4 separate regions of the Mus musculus genome follow, and regions 2, 3 and 4 are each linked to region 1. The links are chromatin contacts, called in public promoter capture Hi-C maps. All regions are on one chromosome and are shown on one strand. Each heading gives the region's core, a stretch centred on a gene start, on an enhancer-like site or on the middle of the called end of the contact. The rest is flanking DNA. Distances are from core to core; before and after follow the strand shown.

What was found. Promoter capture Hi-C pulls out the DNA fragments that hold promoters and counts their contacts.
Region 2: a contact with region 1 is called in a promoter capture Hi-C map of stem cell-derived epiblast-like cells, with 5 times the contacts expected there. The contact joins the enhancer-like site here to the promoter of Atxn3 in region 1. A contact is called at or near these places in 8 of 39 promoter capture datasets (3T3-L1-derived adipocytes, the HPC-7 cell line, cranial neural crest and 5 more), 1 of 15 datasets of contacts at CTCF or cohesin (pro-B cells), 4 of 484 Hi-C or Micro-C datasets (brown adipocytes, cardiomyocytes, cerebral cortex and 1 more), 6 of 115 datasets of contacts at active chromatin or transcription factors (astrocytes, embryonic limb bud, embryonic stem cells and 3 more) and 1 of 9 other capture datasets (adipose tissue).
Region 3: a contact with region 1 is called in a promoter capture Hi-C map of pre-B cells. The contact joins the promoter of Btbd7 here to the promoter of Atxn3 in region 1. A contact is called at or near these places in 3 of 39 promoter capture datasets (cranial neural crest, liver and pre-B cells) and 1 of 484 Hi-C or Micro-C datasets (uterus).
Region 4: a contact with region 1 is called in a promoter capture Hi-C map of hippocampal neurons, with 2.1 times the contacts expected there. The contact joins the enhancer-like site here to the promoter of Atxn3 in region 1. A contact is called at or near these places in 6 of 39 promoter capture datasets (the 3T3-L1 cell line, 3T3-L1-derived adipocytes, hippocampal neurons and 2 more) and 2 of 115 datasets of contacts at active chromatin or transcription factors (astrocytes and thymic regulatory T cells).

Annotation. Positions count from the first base shown.
Region 1 is chr12:101,956,809-101,959,530 of GRCm38.p6, reverse strand. It overlaps Atxn3 (ataxin 3), which reads left to right and starts at 1,288. Exons shown (of 11, transcript NM_029705.3): 1 at 1,288-1,397. The coding sequence starts at 1,374.
Region 2 is chr12:101,108,654-101,111,487 of GRCm38.p6, reverse strand. No RefSeq gene overlaps it. Among named protein-coding and RNA genes, the nearest start is that of Ppp4r3a, 26 kb to the right of the region's middle. Within about 2 kb of position 1,522, at least 4 of the 459 cell types and tissues checked have an H3K27ac peak or open chromatin away from gene starts, as enhancers often do. A contact at or near this core is called in stem cell-derived epiblast-like cells, where this site is marked.
Region 3 is chr12:102,877,028-102,879,731 of GRCm38.p6, reverse strand. It overlaps Btbd7 (BTB (POZ) domain containing 7), which reads left to right and starts at 1,290. Exons shown (of 11, transcript NM_001377026.1): 1 at 1,290-1,516.
Region 4 is chr12:100,978,324-100,981,172 of GRCm38.p6, reverse strand. The region is part of intron 4 of Ccdc88c (coiled-coil domain containing 88C); the gene reads left to right. Among named protein-coding and RNA genes, the nearest start is that of Gm36756, 6.9 kb to the left of the region's middle. Within about 2 kb of position 1,357, at least 49 of the 459 cell types and tissues checked have an H3K27ac peak or open chromatin away from gene starts, as enhancers often do. A contact at or near this core is called in hippocampal neurons, where this site is marked.

The DNA of each region.
Region 1 (2,722 bases), core at 39-2,538:
TGGTCCAAGAATATACAAACCATCATAAGTACCTTTAGTTGCAGAGATATTTAAGCTCAGTATTTTCTAAATTAAAAGCCTTTTCTTCTCTTCCCAAGACCCTACTCATTCTGTAAAGTATTTCTGGTTGGAGTATCACTTCTGCTTTACATGGTACCTAGAGCAGAAACCCACAAGTCTTTCCTAACAATACCCCCATCCCACCCCAGTCCCTCATCAAAGTCTTCTGTTTCCTAAAGCTTCAAAGTGGTCTCTCTCCATTCTCAAATCACTACTGGAGTCCTGACCACCAGAGTCTCTTCATTTCTCCCCAAATGCCTTTCAAGTATTGTTCCCCAGTGATCCTCTAAAATCCTAATTTGACCCCATGTCTCTAGTTTTAAAAATCTTTAACCGCCTGTAGCTTTTTTTTTTTTTTTTTTTTTCCCGGTAGGGAGGTGGTGGACAGGGTCCTCCTATGTAACCCTGGCTACAGGCTGGCATAGAGCAGCTGTCCTCCAACACAACATATGCCTTCCTTACCTTCAGGTACAATGAGCCTTTAGGAGACTGGGCCTTTGCTACATTGAAGAACCTAAAATGGTTCCACCATACAAGATACAACGCCCAATACAACGCTTAATCTTTGTCAATCCCCCCCTCCCCACCCCCATCCCCTGCGCGAGCCACTCAATATTTTGCTGGATTTTTCACTTCCTCACCAACGCTTCCTCCTTCAGAGATGGCGTATTTACCCCAGGACCTGATATTCATTCCAACAGCCAACTATGTTGGACAGTGTGCTGTGCTAATTTCTTCGTACCTACATTTCTTTATTTGTATAATATTACAAAAGACACACACACATCAAAAAATGCCGTATTAAATTGCGCTTACAACTGGACTATTCTAAGTCAGTCCTAACTAAACATTAGCTATAGTTTTTACACAAATATTAGGTATGTGGAGAATGCCTCTTCTGGAATGAAGTCTTCAGTGGGAGAGGAGTTGCTCACATAAAGATGAGGAGAAAGGACCAAAGAAGGTGGAGATGGAAAAAAAAAAAAAAAAGAAAAAAAAGAACCTAAAACTTGGCTGCGAGGATTCTCTTCTAGAACCCTAGAATCACAAGATTGTCCCGCGTAGAGAAGTTCCTCCGCACAGCAGGCGGCGCCGCAGCATCACGCTTGCCGCGGGGAGGACCAACGCCGCCCAGGTCACGTGTCCCGTGCTCCCGGGTTCGCGTGCCTCGTGACGTGCGCCCGCAGTAGTGATTGGTTGGCGAGAGGCACGTGGCTAGGGCGGGGCGGACCGGGGCTGAGGGGTGGGGCCGGGGGCGGAGCTGCTGGAGGGGGCTGCTCCGCGCCGGGGCCGTTGGCTCCAGACAAATAAACATGGAGTCCATCTTCCACGAGAAAGTGAGTGTGGGCGTTCGGTGGGGAGCCGTCCTCGGCTCGGCGGCGGGCGTGGGGAGCAGCGACGCCGCTTCAGGAACTCAGGCGGGGCCCGAGCGCCCCCATCCCGACCTGGCTGGGTGAGGGGTGCTTCCTGCCTTCTCCCCATGGCTCCGCTCGTGAAGCCTCCCGCATGCGTTCCCGGCACCCTCGCCCTAGAAGACCGGGCGGGTAGCCTGGGCATTTCGGGGGGCTTCACCCGGAGGATTAGCGCGGGCGTTCCTTGTCCACTTGCCACACCTTTTCGGGTTTCTTCTCTCTTCTCTCTTAGGGTCTAGTCTAGCGAGTCGCCTTTTCAGCACCTGGCGGACCCTTCCCAACTCCACCCACGCCCCCTAACCTGTCCTCTGGCAGATCCAACTTTCTCTCTCAACTCAGTTCTATAATGGAATGCTCCATGCATTTAGATCTTGATTATCCATCCCACGTCTTTCTGCAGTTGTGACCGTGGCTTTCCCATTAAAGGGCCTGACACTTCGGAAGTAAAGTAGGAAACCCCGGAGGGAAGTCGTCATAAGAGTTTTTATTACGGGGATGTTTGGGTTGTTCTCCCATTTTTCCGGACCAGGAGGCCAGCTTTGTTTTTAGGTATTATGGATAGATTAGAATCGTTCTACTGTGTGATTTGGCTTAGTCTCTTCCTCACCTTAATTCCTAAGTGACTACGCTTAAAAGTATTGCTGTGACATCTTGAGAAACTGGTCTATGTTCGCATACAATTATCAAGTCATTTGGGTGTTTCTCGGACAACCATGTTTCATAATCATTTTAGGTTTGGAGAGGGTTGCTAGTTGAGACTATTATTTCGTTGGGAGCAAAGGCCTTTGTTTTTATCACTTGTAAAGGAGCATTGACTCATAGTGTTTAAAATCCACGCACAACAAAAAGACAAAAATGATGTGAATCTAAGGACGTTGTTAAATGAAGTGCTCTTAAGAAGACATTTTGAGTGTTTTGGAACTGGAACAAGTTAGTTTGTGACAGGATTTCTTGTAGCCCAAGTTGGCTCCAGACTCCCATCGTCCTGTCTCTGCCTCCTGAGAGCTGGCTGGGATGATGGCCACGTGCTATGACTGAGTGAGCTCCCCCTCCCGGCCCCCTCCCCACATTCATTTGTAATTAATTTTCCAAAGGTTTTGGAATAAGACCCATTTTAAACATGTTATATTTTGAACACTGTATACACTGCTTCATGAGACTCTTGCCATTCATTCTATTTAAAAAAAAAAGTTACTGTTTGTGTGTATGTGCTGGTGTGGAGGTCAGGGAGGACTTTATAAAGTTCTCTC
Region 2 (2,834 bases), core at 273-2,772, 850 kb after region 1:
AAGTCTGATGCTCGATTTGGCAAATTACATTCAGATACAGCACATCCCCTTGTGTCTGTGTCTGTTTGTCATCCTTTTTGCCGACTCCTACCCACCTGTACCGGAACTCTGATTTCTCCCGAGGATTGAGGGGGGCAAACTGAGGCTGGTCCACGGCACTTGTGTAGCAATTTCCTCTGAGTGAAACATTCACTATGAATTGAAACATTCTCTCCTGCTGGAGAATCAGGAAGTAAACTGTGCTAGACTAACTAGAAAAAGGAAAAGTTAATAGAGAAAATGCTCCCATAAGACTGGCCTATAGGCAAGGTTCTAGGGATACTGTCTTGATTGATGATTGATGTGGGAGGGCCTGGATCACTATAGACACTGGCACTCCTGGGCTTGTGGTCCTGGGTAGTATACAAAAGCAAATTGAGCAAGCCAGGATTAGCAAGCCAGTAAGCCGTATTCCTCCCCTGCTTCAGTTTCCACCTCTGCTTCCCTCTATGAATTGTGACACAGGCTATGCAATCCAAATAAACACTTTTCTTTTTCAGTTGTTTCTGGTGATAGTGTTTTACCATGACAATGTACACCCTAAAACAAAAATTGGGTCAAAGCCATGGGGTATTGCTGTGACAGACCAGACCATGTGTTTTGAAAATGTTGTGGTGACATTTGGACTTGGGCTGGAAAATCTGTTGAGTACTCAGTGGACTGTTCAAAGCAAAGAGCACTTCAAAGATGAGTGCTGAGAGAGATGCAGGCGATGGAGATCTGGCTTGTGAAGTTTCAGAGGGAAGTTTGAGAGTTCCTTAAACACTCTCTACTGGGGCCAGTTTAATATTTTGAATTAAGAATCTGTGTTTCTGGTTAGCTGGAGCTGAAGAATTGGCTGTGGTTAACAAGAGAACCACACAAGCAAAATTTTTGCTTTACTGGGATAATAAATATTGTCAGATGGGGATGAAGAATCATCTGTGATTAAGATGAAAACAGCATCCCTAAGGTAAAAATCTCCTGGGACATGTTTCCTCAGGGTCAGCACACAGGTGTTGTGGTCCAAATGGGAGCCAAGGTGCTACGCCCACTCCAGTGAAGTCTGCTTGACAGGTTAAAAGGCCTGGAAGCACTCACAAGGCAAAGAGTTTCAAGGAAACTATGCCTCCTGGAACCTTGGCATTCCCATAGCACGTATACTCAAACCCTATCCCCTCATTAGTCTGGTGTTTGGATCTGTGTGCTCTCTTTCACTATTGTTTTATTATAAGTGCCTTTAAGGATTGATTTTTGACATAGCTAAGCCTCCACCAGTGTTCCAATGGTTCCTAGAAAATCCTTGAAGCTGATGATGAGCTTGGAATTCAGTAAGAATGTTACCTATTCAATAACATTCAAATTCACTTCTAGTAGAGACAGTGAAACCAATTAGGCATTACAAAGAACAGAGCTAGAAAAGCTCTGGGCTAGTCTGCATAGTGATTACTCAGAACTCAAACACAGGAATACACAATGACCTAGCAAATAGGTGGGTTGTCTCATGAAAGAGTTAGTGGAAGGGAATTTCCCTGGTGCAGGTTTCTTCACTAGTCCCAGAGGAATAGCATTAATCAGGTATTTACTAAAGAACCCCTGGTGGTGGGTTTAACAATAGACTAGCATTACATCAGAGCATTCACCTGGCTCCATTTTAAGTGATAAACTCGGCCTGGTCCCCATCATCTTTTGATGTATGCATTCCTTTTGTTTTGTGTCACTGTAACTTGGCAGATGTGTTCACCTGACTTTTCTTGTTTTTCTTCTGTATAAAAAAGTCTGGTGTTTGTTTGGACATTACATTCAGATCCAACACACTCTCTCTTGTCCACGTCTGTTTGTCACCCCATTTTCGCTGACTCTATGCCCATCTGTCCGAGGCCCTGATTCCCACAGATTGAGGGGGGCTGACTGGGCCTGGCCAGTGGCACCAAGGCTGCATCTCATGCTGTCAACTGTACTTGATAATATGTAAGAGTCTCTCAGGTAGTACAGGTTTTGAAGCATGAAGGAGTCATGGATATGACCAAGCCCAGTCAGTCAATGGGTTCTCCAGCTTAGGACTGAGGATTAAAATGAAAAAGGCAGTTAGACAACATTGTAGCCTGAACCCCAGTCAATTCTGAGACTGAAAGCAAATTTAATTTTCCCAATCTGCTTTTTATACCATTTTAATTACATGCAAGTATTAAGGGCAAGCTGTACAATGATGAAATAACAAGGCAGTAAGCGAAGTCCCATGATTACTCCTGTGACAGTTGTTTCCAAGGGTTTGTCAGAATGACCAAAATACTTGAGCACACTTCCTTGTCCAAGCCCAAAATCTTGCCTGAACCCTACTTCTTTTATAGCCTAAAGTTAGACTCTTTTGGAAACTTACTTTCTTATCATGCCCTAATGTCAGATTCCTGCCTGAGCTTACTTCCTTGTCATGGCTATTGTCAGATTCCTGTCTGAAGCCCATTTCCTTGTCCTTGACCAATGTCAGACTCCTTACCAAGCAGCACCCCAAAAGGCTTTCCACATGGATAGCTGCTAAGGTTTGGCACTATCAGAGACCAAGAGAGGCCAGTTTTGAAGGGTACAGCCTCAGTTGCAGTAGAAGCCCCAGATTTGAATGAGAGAAGCTGAGGTTTGACACTAATTGGCAGGGTCAGAGTCCCTGAAAAGAAGCCTGGAGAGGCTATCAGTGAATGTATAGCCTAGTTGTAGCACAGACCTCTCTCAGTAAGGCAGGATGACCACCAAGTACAACAGTTGTAGGGAGGAACTGGCTTGAGCCTAGGAGATAAGCTGTGTGTAATGTGGATGGCAGA
Region 3 (2,704 bases), core at 41-2,540, 920 kb before region 1:
CAAGGTCAATTTCAGCAAGCCAAAGTTTAGCCTAGGCTACATATGGGTCTCAATACAAATACTTTTCCCCTCCCATACCCCAATCCATTGAGAAAGTAAATAAGTGTTAAGGGCTGGTTAAATCTTTAATTGATTAGGTTAAATCGAGTTAATTTATTGAGGAACTAAGGACAGGAGCTTTTTATTCAGAAGTCCTTTTTAAAATGACCATAAAGAGGCCCAAAACATGGAACAGTGATTTAAAGCACCTGTTGCTTTTGCAGAGGGCCTGGGCTCGATTCCCAGCACCCACATGGTGACTATACCACCATCTGTGACTCTAGTTCAGGGGATCTGTGGGCACCCATGTGGCGCACATACATTCAGGCAAAACATTCATACACATAAAAAATTAATCTAACACTATCAAAAAAAGAAATGTAACAGGAAAGACTAGGGAAAGACGGAAAACGCAAATTCCTGAAGGACACTGCCTGGATTCTTGGCTTGGCTTGCCCGCTTCCCTAGCTGTAAAACAGTGATAATAACGCGGGTCCCAGCTACCTCAAAGGGCAGTTTTGGCATCCAGACAGAAACCATGTATTTAACTGTGTTTTGAAAACTGTAGGGCACTCCATAAATGTAAGCCGTTTTTGTTACTGCCTCGCTGTAATTATGGCAAAATCACAAACAAGGGCTGTTTATGGAAGAGATCTGGCTCTCCCATGGGGGGCACTGTGAATTCCATCAGCCTAGTTCTTTGTTACTGAAACTTTTCAGTATCTTTTTTTTCTCAAATACTAGGTAACTAGCAAAGTACTACATATAAAAGTACCAAGAAGACAAAATAGTTTTAGAAATTCTTAACAAAAAAGAAGCCACAGAAACGCAAAGTCGGCCAGGAAGGAATTTTCCTCCGGATCGCAGTTCTTTTTGAGGCAAGCATTTTATGCCAACACCCGGTGGGTGGCGGCTGCCCAGAGGAAACGAAACAGTGGAACTGGCCTTCCCCTGCATAGCGATGATTATTCCATTTAGATACAAAGAATAACAAGCTACAATTCCCGGAGCTGTGCAGGATGCTGCAACAAGTACCCCGCGCCCCTTCGCACCTCCCTCGGGCAGGCAGAGCCAGAAGAATGCGCGCGCACTCGCCTCTTGGCCTGAGCCCCTGGGAACGCGCCTCCCTAGCCTGCCCCTCCTCCCCAAGCCGGCGCGCCGACGTCGGGTCACGTGACGTGGGCGAGCCGACAGCGGGGGCGGGCGGGGCCGTCCGGCTCCGCAGAGCGGCGCAGGCGCGCCAGGGCCGCGCGAGGCGAGCCCCTCCTGCTCCCTGTCGGAGTCAAAATGGCGACGGGGGGAACCTGGAGTGGTCCCGGAGCCTAAGCCACTGACAGGAGAGGGGAGGGCGGCGGCGGCGGCTGGAGGAGAATGGCCGCGGGGGCTGGCGCCAGTGCGGACGACGGCGCTGGGGGCGGCGGCGGCGGAGGCGACGGCAGCGGTCCCAGCAGCAGTCGCGGCGGGAGGAGCCTCCGAGGTGAGTGTCCCTCGGTGTCCGAGGCTTGAGGAGCCGTCTCGCCGGCCCCGCGCGGCCCGGGACGTCCGGCTGCCGGCAGGGGCGGTGGTTGGGCGTGGTGGCGCCTCGGCCGAGGCCCGGACGCCGCGGGGTTGCCGAGGCGCTGGCCAGCTCGGCCGTCTAGGGCCCAGCGCGCCGGCGGCGGCGCGGGACGGGGGCCTCCCGGTCCCCGCGCCCTGAGGGGCGGGCCGGACAGCGCGCCGCCGAGCGGGCCGTGACCGAGGCGCGGCGCTCAGGGCCGGAGGGCGCGCGGCTCCCCCACCCCCGCCCGGGTGGCCGCCGGGACGAGCCCCTAGCGCCGGGCTGCGAGGGGCGGGACCCGCCGCACCCTGCGCTCGGGAACCCACACCCGGCGCGGACTCCTGTTTACGGGCTGCGGGGTGGGCGTGAGGCCGCTGGGGAGGGCCGGAGCTTGGGGGGGAGGGGGGAGCAGGCCTGGGGAGGACCACTCCCCGCGGGCGAAGTGAAAGCGTCCCGGAGTGAGTGCTCTGGGAGGACCGAGACTGGCGTTGAGCTTTGACAGGTAGGTGGGGGAGACAATACGGAGCGGAGCTTCGGCTGGAGCCGCGGAGGCTAAGCTAGCTTAGCTCCCGGGAGGACTTGGCGAAAGGCGTGCCTACCTTCCCTCCTGCTCTGCTGTTTCTCCCTTCCACGCACTCACACTCTCGCTCTCGCTCACACTCCAGGGTGAGAACTTTCTCGCCGTCTTCGGAGAAACTCCGAGGAGTGTTGTATCCGCTTTGAACCACCACAGCGCCTCTCCCATACCAGCACACATAATAAGTACTCTGGAGTAGGCCGAATTTGCAGAGCAGTCTCGGTTCTCTGGCCCAGGGCACTGGCCCCTCGGCTCAAGCTTCTTACAGTGACGGAGCAAGGAAGAAGCGTTTTTTGCAGATAAATTAGCTTTTCCAGCAGACGTTATCTTTTGTCTCTGCGTAGCGTCTATGGCTCACCCATTACTCACATTGTCTTCTTTGTAAGTCTGGAAGAAAGACTTGAAGTTATATGAACCGTACATTCTTCATAGCAGCTGTGATTCGACTGGTCTTGGAATTTTGGAGTCAGGAACACCTTTAGAGATTGGGCGTGTTCTAAAGTGGGGGAATTGGACGCGGAAAGGTGCGATTCTGTGGGTCATGTAGCTGG
Region 4 (2,849 bases), core at 108-2,607, 980 kb after region 1:
CACCAGCTGCTCTTCTCTTGTTTGCCACACTCTTCTTAGTGCAGCCCTCTTGGCCTCCTTGTCCTATGTATCCTGTCCTGTCTTCCCTTTTCCCCTAGCTCCTTTGAGCAAACAGTCTATCTTATACCCCAGTGCCTCCATCAGAGCCTGGCATTAGTGCTACAGCCTATGTGCAGGAGGCCTGCTCCCTTCCCTCCATATGCTACGCCTTTAAGCCCAGCTTCCTACAGCTGTTTAACCAGGGACTTGGAGACATAAAAAAGGTCATCCGGGTGAGGTTCAATCCCTGCTCAGTAACAGCTGTGTCTTCCTTAGGCCAGAGATGGCCCACAGAGAGAGCCGCACCATCTTGCCAGCTGCATAGCCATCGAGCCCATTTGTTTGGTTTACTGGTGAGACCGTTCTGCAGGAGCCTCGTGAGGAGCAAGGGCTCACATCAGCTCTAACTGTAAAACGAGGAGAGACTTTCGGTCTCTCGGCTGCCAGGCCTGTCACTGTGCCACACACACAAAAAGACTACATTTGTCTGACAAGAAGCCAGAGTGTTAGCAAATTAATTTCTGCAGTGCATCATAGAACAGTCTGGAAGAGAGCTTGGTTTTTTTTTTTTCTTCCAAGGCCTGTATCCAAGTGCGGTAGTTATTTACAGACTTATAAACTGCTGATCTCATCTACATTGGCTAAACTGGAAGGGAAAGGGCCATAGAAGTACAGAGGCATGGAGGTCAGTAAACATGTTTAAATCCATACATTATGCAGACATCATGGTTTTGGGGTATTTGGCTGTAGGTCCTGAGCAGTACTGGCCGCCACCATTGCTCTGCTCATGCTAAATACCAGTTTAGATTCCTGGGGTCAGTGGAGGTTACGACCCCATGTGTGTACTTTGCAGGGACCTGTCTGTGAGTATAGCTGGAGTTCTTGGGGCTAGCTGTTAGTGGGGCTGGCTGTTGGTCCCAAGTGTTCCTTATATGACACTTGAACATAGGTCTCCAGGAGCAGATGTAGCATTTGGAGGGCTCAGAGTAGTCTGTGCATAGCTGTCCTCTTCGACCACAAGCAAGACCCTGGCATGTCTGCTGTTCTGGTTGAAGGAGCCACAGGCCTGCTTTCTGGCCCCTTCCAAGGAGACACAAATGCCCTTGCATATTTTTTCCCTCCTAGCAGGCTGCCCCTTGGCTGGAGCCTTGCAGGAGGAGCTCAGCCCAAACCTGTTTCCCAGCCCTTGCTGTTCAGATGGTCACTCGTGGGTCCAGTGAGCCGGGAGCCACAGAGAAGTCCCCAGTGTATAGAGGAGAAGGCATAATGGAGGCCACCCCCTCGTGCTTCTCTGTGCAGAGGGATGATTCATTTTACCCAGGCAGGAGGAGAGTGGTAGTATTTGGGCAGGGATTTGATGAGCCCTTAGCAGAGAAGGCAAGTCATGCTTGCTTTCTGTCACAGAACTAGAACACTAGAACGTGAGATGATCGCCTCTTACAGGGGAATGGCCTGATCATGTTGTTGGGATGCTGACACACATAATTCAGTTCTTTGGGACCTTGAAGCATATGTTGGAGCAAAACTACTCACATTAGGGCCACAGAGCAAAGGTCATGGTGTGCCTCAGTGGGCAAAATGTGGACCTCCCGTTAGGTTCCTCCTGTTAAATCTCTTTATTATTCTTCTGTGGGACCAGGCCTTCAGCACATGGGCCTCTGGGGGGCATTCTCCATCCAGACTGTAGAGGTGAAGAGGGGTGTCAAGGTGGGAGGAGCTCGGGGTTGGAGATGTGCAGGATCCAGCCTACTGGGAGGACTGCTTCAAGGCGGCCATGTCTCCTTACCCTGAAGTTCTGGATCCATGGACGCCTCCCTCACACAGCCCACGCGGAACAGCCCTGCACAGCTAACTGGGGTGGGTACCAGGGTGGGCATGCTTGTTCTACAGGCCACCTCCTGCAACCCTGCAAGGGTACAGGCTCTACCTGTCACCATCCACCTTGTTGATAGCTAGGTTGCTCCCCTCAGAACTGAAAGGGTCCTCCCCAGCTGCCCCCCCTGCTGTCCTACAGTGGGGTGGATGGGGTGACAAGGCTGCTGAGAGTCTCCATGTGGCTGCTGAGCCGTTCTTGGGCCCTTTCTCCAGCCTGCCTATGCCTTTGTCTCATTATTCAGGCCTGTATTTGTTCTAATCCTATTTCTTTCTTTATTTACTACATTTACTCTGTGTGTGTGGGGGGGGGGGGAGAGTGTATGTACACCACAGTGTAAGTAAGATCCTATGACGGCCCTCAGTAGCCTGTTCTCTCTTTTCCATCATGTTGGGGTGGGGTGGGGATCAGTCTCAAGTTGTTAGGCTTGGTGACAGGCACTTTTACCAACAAGCATCTTGCTGACTATAAATTGGAAAAACCTTTAGTTCTTTGAATGAGGAGAGAGAAAAATGTAAGCGCTAATGGTTAATATTTGTTAACTTGATTCGATTGGGATCCACGTGTGTTTCTGAGGACATTTTCAGATCGAGTCTGGGACTGAATTAAAAAGAGGAAAAGGAAGAAGCCAGCGAGTACTACCATTGATCTCTCTGCTTCCTGACTGCAGATGCAGCATGGGCAGCCACCTCACTGTTTGTTACCACAGCTTCCCACCATGACGAGACTATTCCTTCAGACCACGACCTGCATGCATCTTTTGTAAAGTTGCTTTCTCTAAGTACTTTGTCACGGCACTGAGAAAAACAGCAAATACAGTCAGTTTGTAAAACCCCCATTCTTACCAGGATTTTGATCTCTTGTTTGATTCTTGAGAACAGCACCTCAGAAAAGCACCTTGACGTTCTGATTCTGAGGGGCGTGTTAGCTCGCTCCT